Linked DNA regions of Zea mays: all the other regions are linked to region 1. A link is a contact called in public Hi-C data. All regions are on one chromosome and are shown on one strand. Each heading gives the region's core, a stretch centred on a gene start, on an enhancer-like site or on the middle of the called end of the contact. The rest is flanking DNA. Distances are from core to core; before and after follow the strand shown. Region 1 holds the start of LOC103635613. Region 2 holds the start of LOC100272302 (soluble inorganic pyrophosphatase). Region 3 holds the start of LOC100282267 (actin 1). Region 4 holds the start of LOC103635614 (putative receptor-like protein kinase).

Region 1 (3,001 bases), core at 331-2,830:
TTTAAAACAATGTGCAGTCAACAAAAGAAGAAATATATAACATCGGAACAAAGCGTCGTGTTAAGAAGGTATAAAGGAAGGTGTATTAAAAAGAACTTTGCTTAAGTAGCAAAATTCTGAGCAGATGTGTAGAAGATAATGAAGCCCGTGTTGCCAAACAGAAATTTAGAGTTCACTGCAAAAACAATTAGAACGGTAAGCAGAGTATCATGTATAATGAATATTCATTGTAAGCTGATCAAAAGGTACGTAGCAGGAGCATAGTTCCGTATTTGGAAGGTCTAAAGGAATGTGTAATACATTGAAGATAATGGAGACTGTTGTCATTGAAAAGTTTATAATTCACTGGAAAAAAACATTTGAAACAGTTAGTAGAGTATCATGGAAAATGAATATTCATAGTAGGTATGTATGAGGGGGAAAAGAATGAAGTTTGGGGGAAAAATATAAATTTTCCTTAGGAAACTGGAGGCCCTCCTAGATTGGAAAAGTATTCTGCCCGTCATATTTACTAATTATTTTAAAAAACTTTACATAATGCACAAACGTTGAATTATTGAATAAGAACAGTAGAACATTCATTAATAAAAAATCAGGTAATGCACAAATATTAAATTAAATAAGATTTATAGAAAGTTGACTCAATGAACGGGATGATGGTTTCAGGTGACAAGGCAGAGCCGATTTTGCTGTGTCAACAACTGTAGCGCGCGCGGGAAACAAAGAGATGGACGATAGGGGCATGCATCACGATGACATCCGGACGGGGCGAGCCAGTGCGACCCGATGGCTTCCTGACTCCTGAGGAACGATGCTGCAGGGGCGATGGGGACGGAGGTGCGAATGGTGGAAGCAGTTAGCTTCGGAAAAGACGTCGAAATAGGAAGCATTCTGCGTTCGGAAAAGAAAGCGACGCTGAGGCAGCCTATCATCCGCGAGACTGGGATTCCGTCTCACGCGAACTCTTCTTACTTCCTCCCGGAGCATAGCACCTCCTGGAGAACTCGAGGAGTATTCCCTTCTAGAGAACTCGATGCTTGTACGATTCAAAAAAGGCAGACAAACAGTAAACAACAGATGGACGGTAGAATCAGCTCCATGGCTGTACGAACTAACGGCTAAGAAAATTATGACGACGTGTCCACCATATCTTGCGATGAATGGGCCCTGCTTTAATATATAGAAACTAGTACTTGCCGCGCGCGTTGCGTGCTTCTGGCCCTGGTAATTGCTATTCTTAGCAAAGTAATTTCATTTGGACTTTTGTGCCAAGAACGCATTGGAAAAAATCTCCTTAGACTCCAGCACACCGATAAGGATGTTCAGGGTCTTATCAATTCTCGCTTAACTCTTATATGACAAAAAAGAGCAACAATATGAGTGTAACCATATAAAGACTAAATATATCTACTTATCATGTACACCGTCTACTTATCATGTACATCGCCTAAGGGACAAAATTTATGGTACCTGAGAAATAACCATAACACCGCTAGAATCGGCTGAGGATCCTCGTGGATGAGTGAGGATCCTCGTGCAGAAATAACCATAACATTCTTTTATGTTTCTGCAACATGTTTATCGGCTTTGGCGGCATACGTTCCGCTTCTTATTCTTTTTCTGTTCTTCTTTTTTGTCTTTATACCTAATGCGAAGCGTCTTGAAGCGACGGCAGCTCCACGCGCTGGCATAGCCGTCTGTTCTCAGCAAACCCACCCGTCTGTTCTCGTCGTGGCGGCCGCCCTGTCCCCATTCCCCAATCCCTGTCGCCGTGTCCCTAATCCGGCTCCGACAATCCCACGCCCAGCAGTCCAGCTCCAGCACCACCAGCGCCGCCCTGCCCCACGCGGCCACACCCAGGACCCAGCGGCCAGCACTACTGCCAGGCTGGCAGCGCGCGGAGGTCCAGCGCCAGCCGCCAGCACCAGGCTTCCAGGTCTCTAGTGACTCGATCTCAAGGTACTCAGCGCGCTGGCAGCCGATCTAGGTCTCTATGTGTCCTTTGAGTCTTCTCTCCGTATAAATTCATCATAAAAGCTCAAGACCTAGATCGGCTTTTCCCCCTTGTTCAGCAAAGGCGTTTCGGGATGTTTATCATGGATCGATCGATCATGGCGGATGGGGAGACATCGGCGGAGGAAAAGAGGAGGTGGACGGGGCCACCAGAGGCGCAGGAGTTGGAGGAGACAAAGAGGAGGCGGACGGGGCCACCAGAGGCGCAGGAGTTGGAGGAGCGCCTGGACTCTCTCAGGGACAAAATTGCGGCCGCAAGTCTTGTCGCTGGCAGCCGATTCGGCGAGGAGCAGCGACGGTCCTTGTTGCAGGAGTGGTTGCGCCTCGCATCTGCCAAGTTGGATCTGGATCTCTCAGGCATAAGCGAGTTTGACCTATCAGCAGAGGCGTTGCCTTGGTTGATGCCGCCGGAGGAGGCAGACAAGAGGACGACGCACACGCGGCAAGAGGCGCAGGAGTTGGAGGAGCGCATGACCTGTCTGCGGTTGCTATTCGAGGACGCAGCAGATGACAGAATTCTCGCCAGAAGGGAGCTTGGAGCAGCAGCCGACGAGTTCCTGCTCCGCTTGACGACGCGTCAACAGGCCTTGACGCGCGAGTACTCGCGCCTCGCCAACCTGAAGAGGCCTCTGGATCTCTCCGGCATGACTGAGGCCGACCGGGCGGCGGAGGCAGAGAGGCTGAGGGAGGAGAAGCTGCAGAAGGCGCGTCAACTCCAGGACCAGGGGGACATGAGCGGCGCCCGCGAGTGTGAAGGTCTGGCACGCATCATCGACTTCGATGTCAAGCAGGGCGGCGAATACCTCAACAGTATCTGCTGTGTCGGCAACATCTACACCTTCGACCACACAGAGGAGTGTAAGTTCCTCAAGCAGTCACAGTAATTCTTAACTGACTCATGTTCTTGACTGCATGTCAGCATGTGTGATTTGTTCCTGCTTATTGGTTCCATTATATATATCATTAGTTCATTACATGTGCTTCCTCA
Region 2 (3,001 bases), core at 340-2,839, 240 kb after region 1:
CTTGTTCAAAATTTCAAGGGACTGGCATCTCCAATCATCGGCAATGGGAGAACTATCCTTTTCTGGGACGATCTGTGGAATAAGGGCATTCCAGCTCAACAATATCCTGAATTATTCTCCTTTGCTTGCAACAGGAAGCTCTCTATCAAAGAGGCAAAACAAAAAGAACATCTTTTCGAGATTTTTCAGCTACCTCTGTCTGAACAAGCTTATGAGCAGTATCTGGAGCTAAATGAAGCCTGAGAACAAATCACTGTAATCAATGCAAAGGACAATTAGAAAATCATTTGGGGTTCAGAGATTTTTTCTACAAAAAAGACTTACAGGCATCTTATGGGGCGTATCCAGGTTCATCACATATTCAAATCGCTTTGGAAAAGTAAATGTCAACCAAAGCATAAAGTTTTCTATTGGTTATGGCTGAAAAACAGACTGAACACAAGGAATATGCTAAGGAGGAAAAACATGACACTTGAGTCATACACGTGCGAGAACTGTATCTGGCAAAAAGAGGAAACACTCTAACATCTCTTCCTCAGATGATACTTTGCTAAGGCCTACTGGAATTCCATTGGTTTGACGCCTCCTATAATTGCTAATCCCGAGGAGACTTCGGCAAATCTCAAACAGCAACTTAACGTTCCCTTCTCTATGGAGATAGTTATCCTCATGACATAGAGCATATGGAAGTGACGAAATGCATGGTTATTTCAGAACACAAACCCAACGGTGCAGCAATGCAAGCATGAATTCACAAAGGAATTACTTCTGGTCACCCATAGAGCACGGGGAATATTCGATTCCTCCATTTCTAACTATCTACAGCAATGACAGTCCTAATTAACCCTTCCTTTGTGTAATTTGGCTAACTGTATACTCTAAACTGTAATTTTCCAGTAATAATAAATTTTCGAGTAGGGGTCCCCTCCTGTTCTCTCTAAAAAAAGCGCTCACACAATGCACACCGGACTTGAGTTCCAAAGTTGAAGAAGCCCGCCGGTCGACAGGACGACACACGTACGTTGGCACCAAAAACCCGGTACTGATCACGAACATGTTCCAGCCATCTTTTCCTTCCTTTATTATGCTTATTATTATTACTTAACGATATGTGCGAATCATGGCATGGTCACGATCTCTCCTGAAAGAGTGTGCATCACGCGATACCCAAAAGGCTTCGAACAGGGTACTTGCTGATATTTTGACTTTTGAGAGAGCATCACGGTACCAGGGTGGGTTCGGATGCGCCCCCGCACGGTGCGCCGCGTTTCCGGGTGACCCGACCCGATAGGCGGCAGTGGTAGTGGGGAAACAGCTCGCGACTCGGAGCGGTGGCGGTGACGCCATTGACGCGGGAAGCGATGAAGTTTCCAACGCCAGCGCGGCACCGCATCGGCACCGAGACCCACGTGCAGCCTACGCCTCAGTCACGTCGACCAGGCCCCCACCCACACCTCCCCCACCACCACCACACCACGCACTGGCCTCCGGCGCTCGCTCGCTCGCTCCCCTGTCCCCTCTGGCCTCCTCTGCTCTCTCTCTCTATATATATGCGCGCGGGCCGCGGCAATGTTTGCCCCATCCGACCAGCGTTTACTCCTAACTAGTTTGCCGATCGAGCCCGGGCGACGTGAGATACGAGCGGCGTCGACCGGCGCCGGCGAGCCTCCGCAGCCGCAGCCGCCCGATCTGGGTTTTCTTTCGTAGCGGTAGCGGAAGATGAGCCAGGACCAGGAGAACGGAGGCACCAACGGGCAGCACGCCGCCGACGTGATGGAGGTGGAGCCGAAGCGCCGGGCGCCGCGGCTGAACGAGCGCATCCTGTCGTCGCTGTCGCGGAGGTCCGTCGCCGCGCACCCCTGGCACGACCTCGAGATCGGTGAGCCTCTTCCTCTGACTTGTTCGGGTCGAGGAGATAGATATGTAGCGCGCTATAATAACCGACGCCTTCGCCTTCGTTCGTCTCTGCTCTGCAGGTCCTGAAGCTCCGGCCGTCTTCAACGTCGTAAGTATCTGACGAATCCCATTCCCCAGACCCCTCACCCCAGCAAGCAAGCAAGCAAGCAGCCAAAGTTGTTCTCGATCGACATGTGTGAATATGGAGCGTGTCTGACGATCCTTCCGGTGCGCGTCCGTCCGTCCGTTACGTACGTGGTGCCGACGAGCAGGTCGTGGAGATCACCAAGGGGAGCAAGGTGAAGTACGAGCTGGACAAGAAGACGGGGCTCATCAAGGTGGACCGGATCCTCTACTCGTCCGTCGTCTACCCTCACAACTACGGCTTCGTGCCCCGGACGCTCTGCGAGGACAACGACCCCATGGACGTCCTCGTGCTCATGCAGGTCAGCTGACTCGTCCTCGCTGTCCAACCAAGTCGTCTCAGCCTTCATTATTAGCTCGGCCATCTTTTCAATAATTAATAATAACATCTGCATCTAGCAGGAACCCGTCCTTCCCGGCGCCTTCCTCCGCGCCAGGGCCATCGGCCTCATGCCTATGATAGATCAGGTAGGCCGCCCGAGACGGACCAATAATCCCCACTCCCCATATCTAGAGTCTTTTACTTACCAAGCAAAGCGCTGGAATTGCAGGGAGAGAAGGACGACAAGATCATCGCCGTCTGCGCCGACGACCCCGAGTACCGCCACTACAACGACATCAGCGAGCTCTCCCCTCACCGCCTCCAGGAGATCCGCCGCTTCTTCGAAGACTGTACGCGCTTGCTCTCTCTCTACATATATCTCGCTGCTCCGTGATGCTCGCTAGGTTTCCGCGCGGTCCTTGCTGGATCGGACGCTCCTCCCTTCAACTGACCGTGTGGTTGTTTTGTTTCCTGCTCTGGCCAAATTCCAGACAAGAAGAACGAGAACAAGGAGGTGGCCGTCAACGACTTCCTGCCCGCCGCCGCTGCCCGCGAAGCCATCCAGTACTCCATGTAAAGTCGCCCTGCTCATTTATCTCGTGGATGACTTGAAAAAAAACGAGGTTTGGATTCTGGGAC
Region 3 (3,001 bases), core at 333-2,832, 210 kb before region 1:
TGGCCTGAGCCTCATCACCTACGTAGGCATCCTTTTGGCCCATGCCGACCATGACACCGGTGTGGCGTGGTCTTCCCACAATGCTGGGGAAGACAGCTCTTGGCGCATCATCACCAGCGAAACCGGCCTGTAAATATTGAGGAGTTGAGCAACAATTAGGTCACAGGAGTAGAGTTGCTTTGTTGGAAAAGACTTCTGAACGAGATAACAACCTTGACCATTCCAGTGCCATTGTCACATACGATAGGCTGGATATCCTCGTCAGCCATTCTCAACTATTCTGTAACAGACCAAAGTTCAGCGTTCAGTACACATTCATAGAAAAATGCAGTTATGCAGCCTGGTCGGGGAATCAAAATACACTTTCTGCTCATGGTTTAAGGGAAAAGCTTTATGTTTTGATAATTGTCTGTCGTTTAATTGTGACTTCTATGCATAGGGAAAAGCTTTATGTTTCTACAGCAGTACAGCAGCCTTAAAATACCAAAGATCTAAGTATTCGAGCGTATAGATGTAGATGCGGAGTCAGAGAAATTCTGCTCCCCGATGATCTCAGTTTTCTACAAAATAAAGCGGATATCACCATTGGTCACACACAACTTCATAGGAAAATAATTCCTTTTGGGATATTTTTTCCCATCTGGCCTTGCTGCTGCTGTGGCCCGAAGCAATAAAACCAGCACTATCCTGCTCTATCAACATATGCTTGGTGGAACTCTGCTTGACGGACATTTCTAATCAAAAAAATTACGCCTCCTACTTACTACCCTGGCAACTAGAGGTCAACGGGGAACCAACAAGCTCAGCGGACAGCGGTTTCTACGATTTGTTTTTGGTTTTTGGGCAGCGAGTAAATTCGTAGCTTGTTATTTGAAAAAAAAAATCATATAATAGGAGACACCACTGGCAGCAAAGTCGGGTACTGTCGGCACTGCGCCATAGCACAATCCAAACATAGCTAGCCAGCATGCCTTAGCATAATCCTACCATCCCAGCAAAGTTCGAATTCCTTTACCCTTGCAGCAAATCACCACAAACCAAACAGAACCGCGGAAAAATCAGCAGCGCGCCAGACGTAGAAACCACAAAAAAAAAAAGTTACCGGACAACACCAGTCAAAGGCCTGGTGACTGGTGACTTGGTGAGGCGATCTGTCGGGAGATTAGTACGATTCCGCGGAGACAGAGAAGATGAGATCGAAGAGCAAGAGGGAGAATAATCACCTGCTCGAAGAGGTGGCGGCGATCGATGGCTTCGGCAGTTGGGCCTCTCTGGAATCCGGAGAGACTCGATCGATCGGCGAGTGTGACGCAAGGACTTTCGAAAGGAAGCAAGCGAAGACAAAAGGAAACGCACGGACGGCCCGGCGTGACGGGCGGGGTTTATACCACACGCCGCCGCATTTTCTTCGAAGAGAAAGAAAGGGTACTACTCCCGTCCACTGCACCGCCCGTAGAAAACGGCCGGTGCTGCGAGCGTGACGGCCGTGGGGACTGGTCCCGTACCTTTTGCTCCCCAGCCGCGGCACGTGTCGTTCTCGATCGACACGTCGGAGCGTACCCGCAGCTTGAGACGTGCAGGACTCGTCTCTGTGTCTCTGGGCCGGCCTGATGATACCGGCGGACAATGGGACAAAGGGACCGAAAGCCTCTCCAACGGTCTAGTGCAGCCGTCGCCGTCGTAGGAAACTTTCGGTGCCCAAAGTAGTGTTAGAAATTTAGGTGTTTTAAGTTGAGTTTTTTTTTAGGTAGTGCTCTCAGTTTTATTGGTATTGTTATTTTTATTATTAGTTGTGTTTTTAGTTTTATCTTTTCAGTGCTATAGAAATTAGAACATAAGGGTAAACTGAGAAAAAAATACAACTAAAGATAAAAATAAGGACATCCGCAAAACCGATGGCACCACTTTAAAAAACCCTTTTAAGTTTTAATTTATTCTAAAAACAGTATAATATAGGTGATGACATTTATGTGCATGTGTGTATAATTATTTATATAAGCAGTAAACATCAATAAAACATATAAAAATACGAAAAACAGAATGTACCCTACGGAGGGACCGATGCTCAAGTCATCAGTGGCTCCATTCACATGAGACACCTCGTGTGTATGTTCGATGTAGCCGTACAAAGTCGATGCAGGAAGATGTGCGTCGTGCAGTCACTCGGACGGTCGTCAGAACCGGGGAAGACGACGAAGAACAGGAACAGATCACGAGAGAAGTTGCGAATACGCTTCCCAAAAATCTGAAATCGCCCGCACACTCGTGCAAGTACATCTCTGCGAACTGCGATTTCGGAGGCCTGCTCTCCCACTCTCTATGTGCTCACAGAAAATAGTACGTGGATATATTGTTTGCAATTCACGAGAGATGATATCGCGTATAACGGAAGAGAGTCCTCCCTCTCAATTCTTATAGATCGTCAGAAGGGGGAGAAGGACAACGAACAGAAACAATCGAGCCATTAGATTTGAAAACTGACGATAGTAAGCCACGAGCCACGGCCCAACCCGGCCGGTGGTGGCGGCGCGCGTGTGTGGCAGTCCTTCATCCTTTTCTCAGCTTCTCAATAGATGCACCAACTGTCCACTTTTTAAAGTTGATCGATTTGTCAATTAAACTTTCAATATGGTGCTAATTTATTAGTACATCATATCATTTTAAGTGGGTCATTAGCATTGATTATTATTGAATATTAATGGGCCATGCCCACATTTATCCAATAATCCCCACCAAATGCTAAGTCACACGAAAATGCTCTCATCATCTCAAACGTTGATATACTGGTGTTTCGATGGAGACTGTGAAGTTGAACATCCACCTAGAGCATATAATACACTTAACCACAACTGCACAATGGACTAAACCTTGAATTGGTAGTTTTGTGTGGAATGTGTTTCATCTAAACTCTTTACCACTACTAGATTGCCGAACACATCCCCTCTTGTTGGAGCATATAAGTCAAACTCCATATCCTTTCATGGGTGTCTAGAGACCACCT
Region 4 (3,001 bases), core at 308-2,807, 150 kb after region 1:
GCGAGGGGAAAGGTTCCTCTGACGTACTGCAGGGGGCAGTAGGGTCACTGCACGCGGGCCCTGTCGCACGCGGGGGCCACGCGGCAGTGCCCTCTCCCCACGTCAGAGGATCTCGATCCCGGCGCGAGGGGGACGGTTCCGAAATCCGGGTCCCACATCGCAACAACACCAGCGCAAGCGCCATCTTGAGTCTCCGACGAAAGGGCCCATGCAGCAGTGAGGACGCGCAGCTCCGGTCTTAAGGCGCCGACACGCAGGTCCCCCATGTCGGCGCGCGTGAGGCGCGGTTGGGCCGTGGGAAGGACTGGGGTAGTGGGCCGGCCGGATTCGGCCCAGCCGCAAGGGCTCATCCTCTTTTCTTTTTTATTTTTATAATTTCTGTTTTATTTCCAAATCAAAGATTCAAACTAAATTCAAATTGTGGCTTTGAATTTTCAGTCTTGCAAATTTACAATAGAATTCTAATATGAATATAACTCCTACTGTTTGCATCAATTATTTATTTTCGTTCCTATTATTTAATTACAGAAGGGATATTTAATCTCCATTGGAATTTTCTTTCTAGATTTTAATTCTCTTTTCTCTATTTTTTTTCCTTTTGAAATTTGAATTCAAGTAGGGTTTAAATCTTCAGATTTCCATTAAGATGCACCTCATACAAAAACACCAGCATGCTATGCAAGATTTTTTTTCTATTTACTTTACATGTGATCTCCAAATGCAAGCACATTCATATAGGAATATTAGCTCCCCTTCTTATTAAAAGTTGGGTATTACAATTTCGTAACTGCCTACTCGGACGACGCAGGCATCTGACTGGTCAAATCATATATCACACTCCTTTTATTTCGTAACTTGGTACTGGGATGCAAGGAATGGTTCTTTCATATTAGAACTGCTATATCTCTGTCCAAAATATATGAATGTAAATTTATCTTTAAATTAAATTAAATTTATAAGAAATACAATATTTATATTGCAAAATTAGTATGATTGATATAGTATGAAACATATGTATTTCCATATATTACCTTTATAATGTGATAGATATTAGTACCTTTCTTTTGAACTTGATCAAAATTAATATAATTTGACAAACTCCCATCACTTATATTTTATTTGAAGATGGAGGGAGTATATGTATACAATATAATAGTATTAAAAGGAGCCGCGTGGGTTCACGGATACAGTCTAAAGAAATATGCATAGATCATTAGATTTTATAATTAATGATATAATGGTCTAGATCGAACAAAAAATATATCAAAATAACAAACTAAAAAAATACAGAAATAGAAATTTTTTGAAACAAAGATGAAAGATCATATATAAATATGTATGAGAGAACTAGTCAAGGTGATAGTTGCACTTCGTGGCTGAGCATATTCTGACAGCTCATTATTTATGGAGTGATGATATATATAGATGCAGGAGTAACATGCTCGCATCTGAGTCGAATCGTTTAAGGATTGGAGTCAACTCAACTAAACATTGTTTAGCAATAATTTTCAGTTGTGTACTCAAATATATATACAAATGTGCATGCACATGGATAGTAAGCTCCATCGGCCCGCATCATGCGCATGTCGTGCACATTACAGTAATCGCGTATTCCAGCTGCTATATATGTGTATATATACGGCTCTCCCTAGCTCGCTCCCATGGTCGCACAAAGTTGGCACTCGATCCGTTCTAGCTGCTGGTTCTTCCTACGCTAGCTTATTCATATATAATTTGCAGGTCAGTTGATTTCTTTCTCTTTTTTTTTTCTTTGCGAATTCGTGCGTGAAACCTTTTCTAACTATCCATGAATTGAAGAAGGATTATTGGAGATGGAAATGCAGTCGACGGCCGCTGGAACTTTGGCACAATCGCAGGCTGCAGCAGCTGGGACTGGGAATAGCTTCACGTACGCGGACCTGCACGCCATCACGGATGGTTTCTCTGATGAAATCGGCCGTGGTGGTTTCGGAGTGGTTTATCGGGTATGATGATCTGAACCACACATCGATCTCACGCACTCATCATGCATGCATGTGCATGTTTCAAACCCTCCTCGCTCGATCGCAGGGGAAACTGCCGCAGCCTGATGGGGAAGAGGTCGCCGTGAAGAGGCTGACGACGACGACGGACAACAACAACCCCAAGCAACCGGCCGGCGACGACGATGATGAGCAGTTCGAGAAGGAGCTCGGAGCGGTCAGGAGCATCCAGCACGAGAACATCGTGGAGTTCGTTGGCTACTGCAACGGGTATACACCGTCGTCCACTGTTCTGCCTGACGGACGCCCTGTCTACAGAAAGATAAGAGCCCTCTGCTTCAAGTACATGGAGAAGGGAAGCCTGAGGAAGCATGTCGCTGGTGTGTGGTCTTTTAATCGATCTGCTCCAAGCATGCTGCTAATCATTTTATATACCATCTGTTTATAATTAGTAAATATATCTGCTTATATCATGCAAGCCTCATTGCCTTGCACGTACGTACACAAACAGATGAATCACTTGATTGGCAGTCACGCTATGAGATCATCAAGGGGGTCTGCGAGGGTTTGAACCACCTCCACAGCAAAGGCATTGTTCACAGGGACTTGAAGCTTGACAACATACTCCTGGACGGTGCCATGAAGCCGAAGATTGCGGATTTTGGTCTGTCGAGATTCATGGGCGCGCAAGAAACCACCCGGATCACGAGAAACATTGTAGGGACGTTGTAAGTTTTTTTTTCTCGCTCTCTCTCTATATATAGCGCGCTATGGCTATAAATACTTTTAATTTACATGAAGAGCTATTTTGGAAACCCTATTTTTTCAAAAAATTTCAATTTTCTTAAGAGGCAGTAGTTCATTTTCCCTTAAAAAATAGAAATCCCTTGGAAAAAATGAATTTTCCAAACTAGTCCGAAATATAGGATAAGTGGTGAAACTAAATAATAGAGCTTTGACATGACCCACGTACGGTCTTGGGGGTGCATGCAATTATGCGTGCAGTGGATGCATGCCAC

The links. Hi-C and Micro-C count contacts between places; a contact is called where the count stands out from the background.
Region 2: a Hi-C map of tassel shows a contact between it and region 1, with 2.9 times the contacts expected there. The contact joins the promoter of LOC100272302 here to the promoter of LOC103635613 in region 1. A contact is called at or near these places in 2 of 25 Hi-C or Micro-C datasets (leaf and tassel).
Region 3: a contact with region 1 is called in a Hi-C map of leaf, with 6 times the contacts expected there. The contact joins the promoter of LOC100282267 here to the promoter of LOC103635613 in region 1. A contact is called at or near these places in 7 of 25 Hi-C or Micro-C datasets (bundle sheath, ear, endosperm and 2 more).
Region 4: a contact with region 1 is called in a Hi-C map of endosperm, with 2.1 times the contacts expected there. The contact joins the promoter of LOC103635614 here to the promoter of LOC103635613 in region 1. A contact is called at or near these places in 6 of 25 Hi-C or Micro-C datasets (ear, endosperm, leaf and 1 more).

What each region holds. Positions count from the first base shown.
Region 1 is chr8:102,550,073-102,553,073 of Zm-B73-REFERENCE-NAM-5.0, forward strand. It overlaps LOC103635613, which reads left to right and starts at 1,581. Exons shown (of 4, transcript XM_020543428.3): 1 at 1,581-1,959; 2 at 2,073-2,871. The coding sequence starts at 2,088.
Region 2 is chr8:102,786,311-102,789,311 of Zm-B73-REFERENCE-NAM-5.0, forward strand. It overlaps LOC100272302 (soluble inorganic pyrophosphatase), which reads left to right and starts at 1,590. Exons shown (of 7, transcript NM_001146788.1): 1 at 1,590-1,879; 2 at 1,977-2,005; 3 at 2,169-2,342; 4 at 2,443-2,508; 5 at 2,592-2,712; 6 at 2,854-2,935. The coding sequence starts at 1,720.
Region 3 is chr8:102,335,075-102,338,075 of Zm-B73-REFERENCE-NAM-5.0, forward strand. LOC100282267 (actin 1) reads right to left here and starts at 1,583. Exons shown (of 5, transcript NM_001155179.2): 1 at 1,224-1,583; 2 at 213-280; 3 at 1-127. The coding sequence starts at 269.
Region 4 is chr8:102,696,736-102,699,736 of Zm-B73-REFERENCE-NAM-5.0, forward strand. It overlaps LOC103635614 (putative receptor-like protein kinase), which reads left to right and starts at 1,558. Exons shown (of 7, transcript XM_008658026.2): 1 at 1,558-1,740; 2 at 1,819-1,985; 3 at 2,071-2,362; 4 at 2,494-2,710; 5 at 2,988-3,001. The coding sequence starts at 1,833.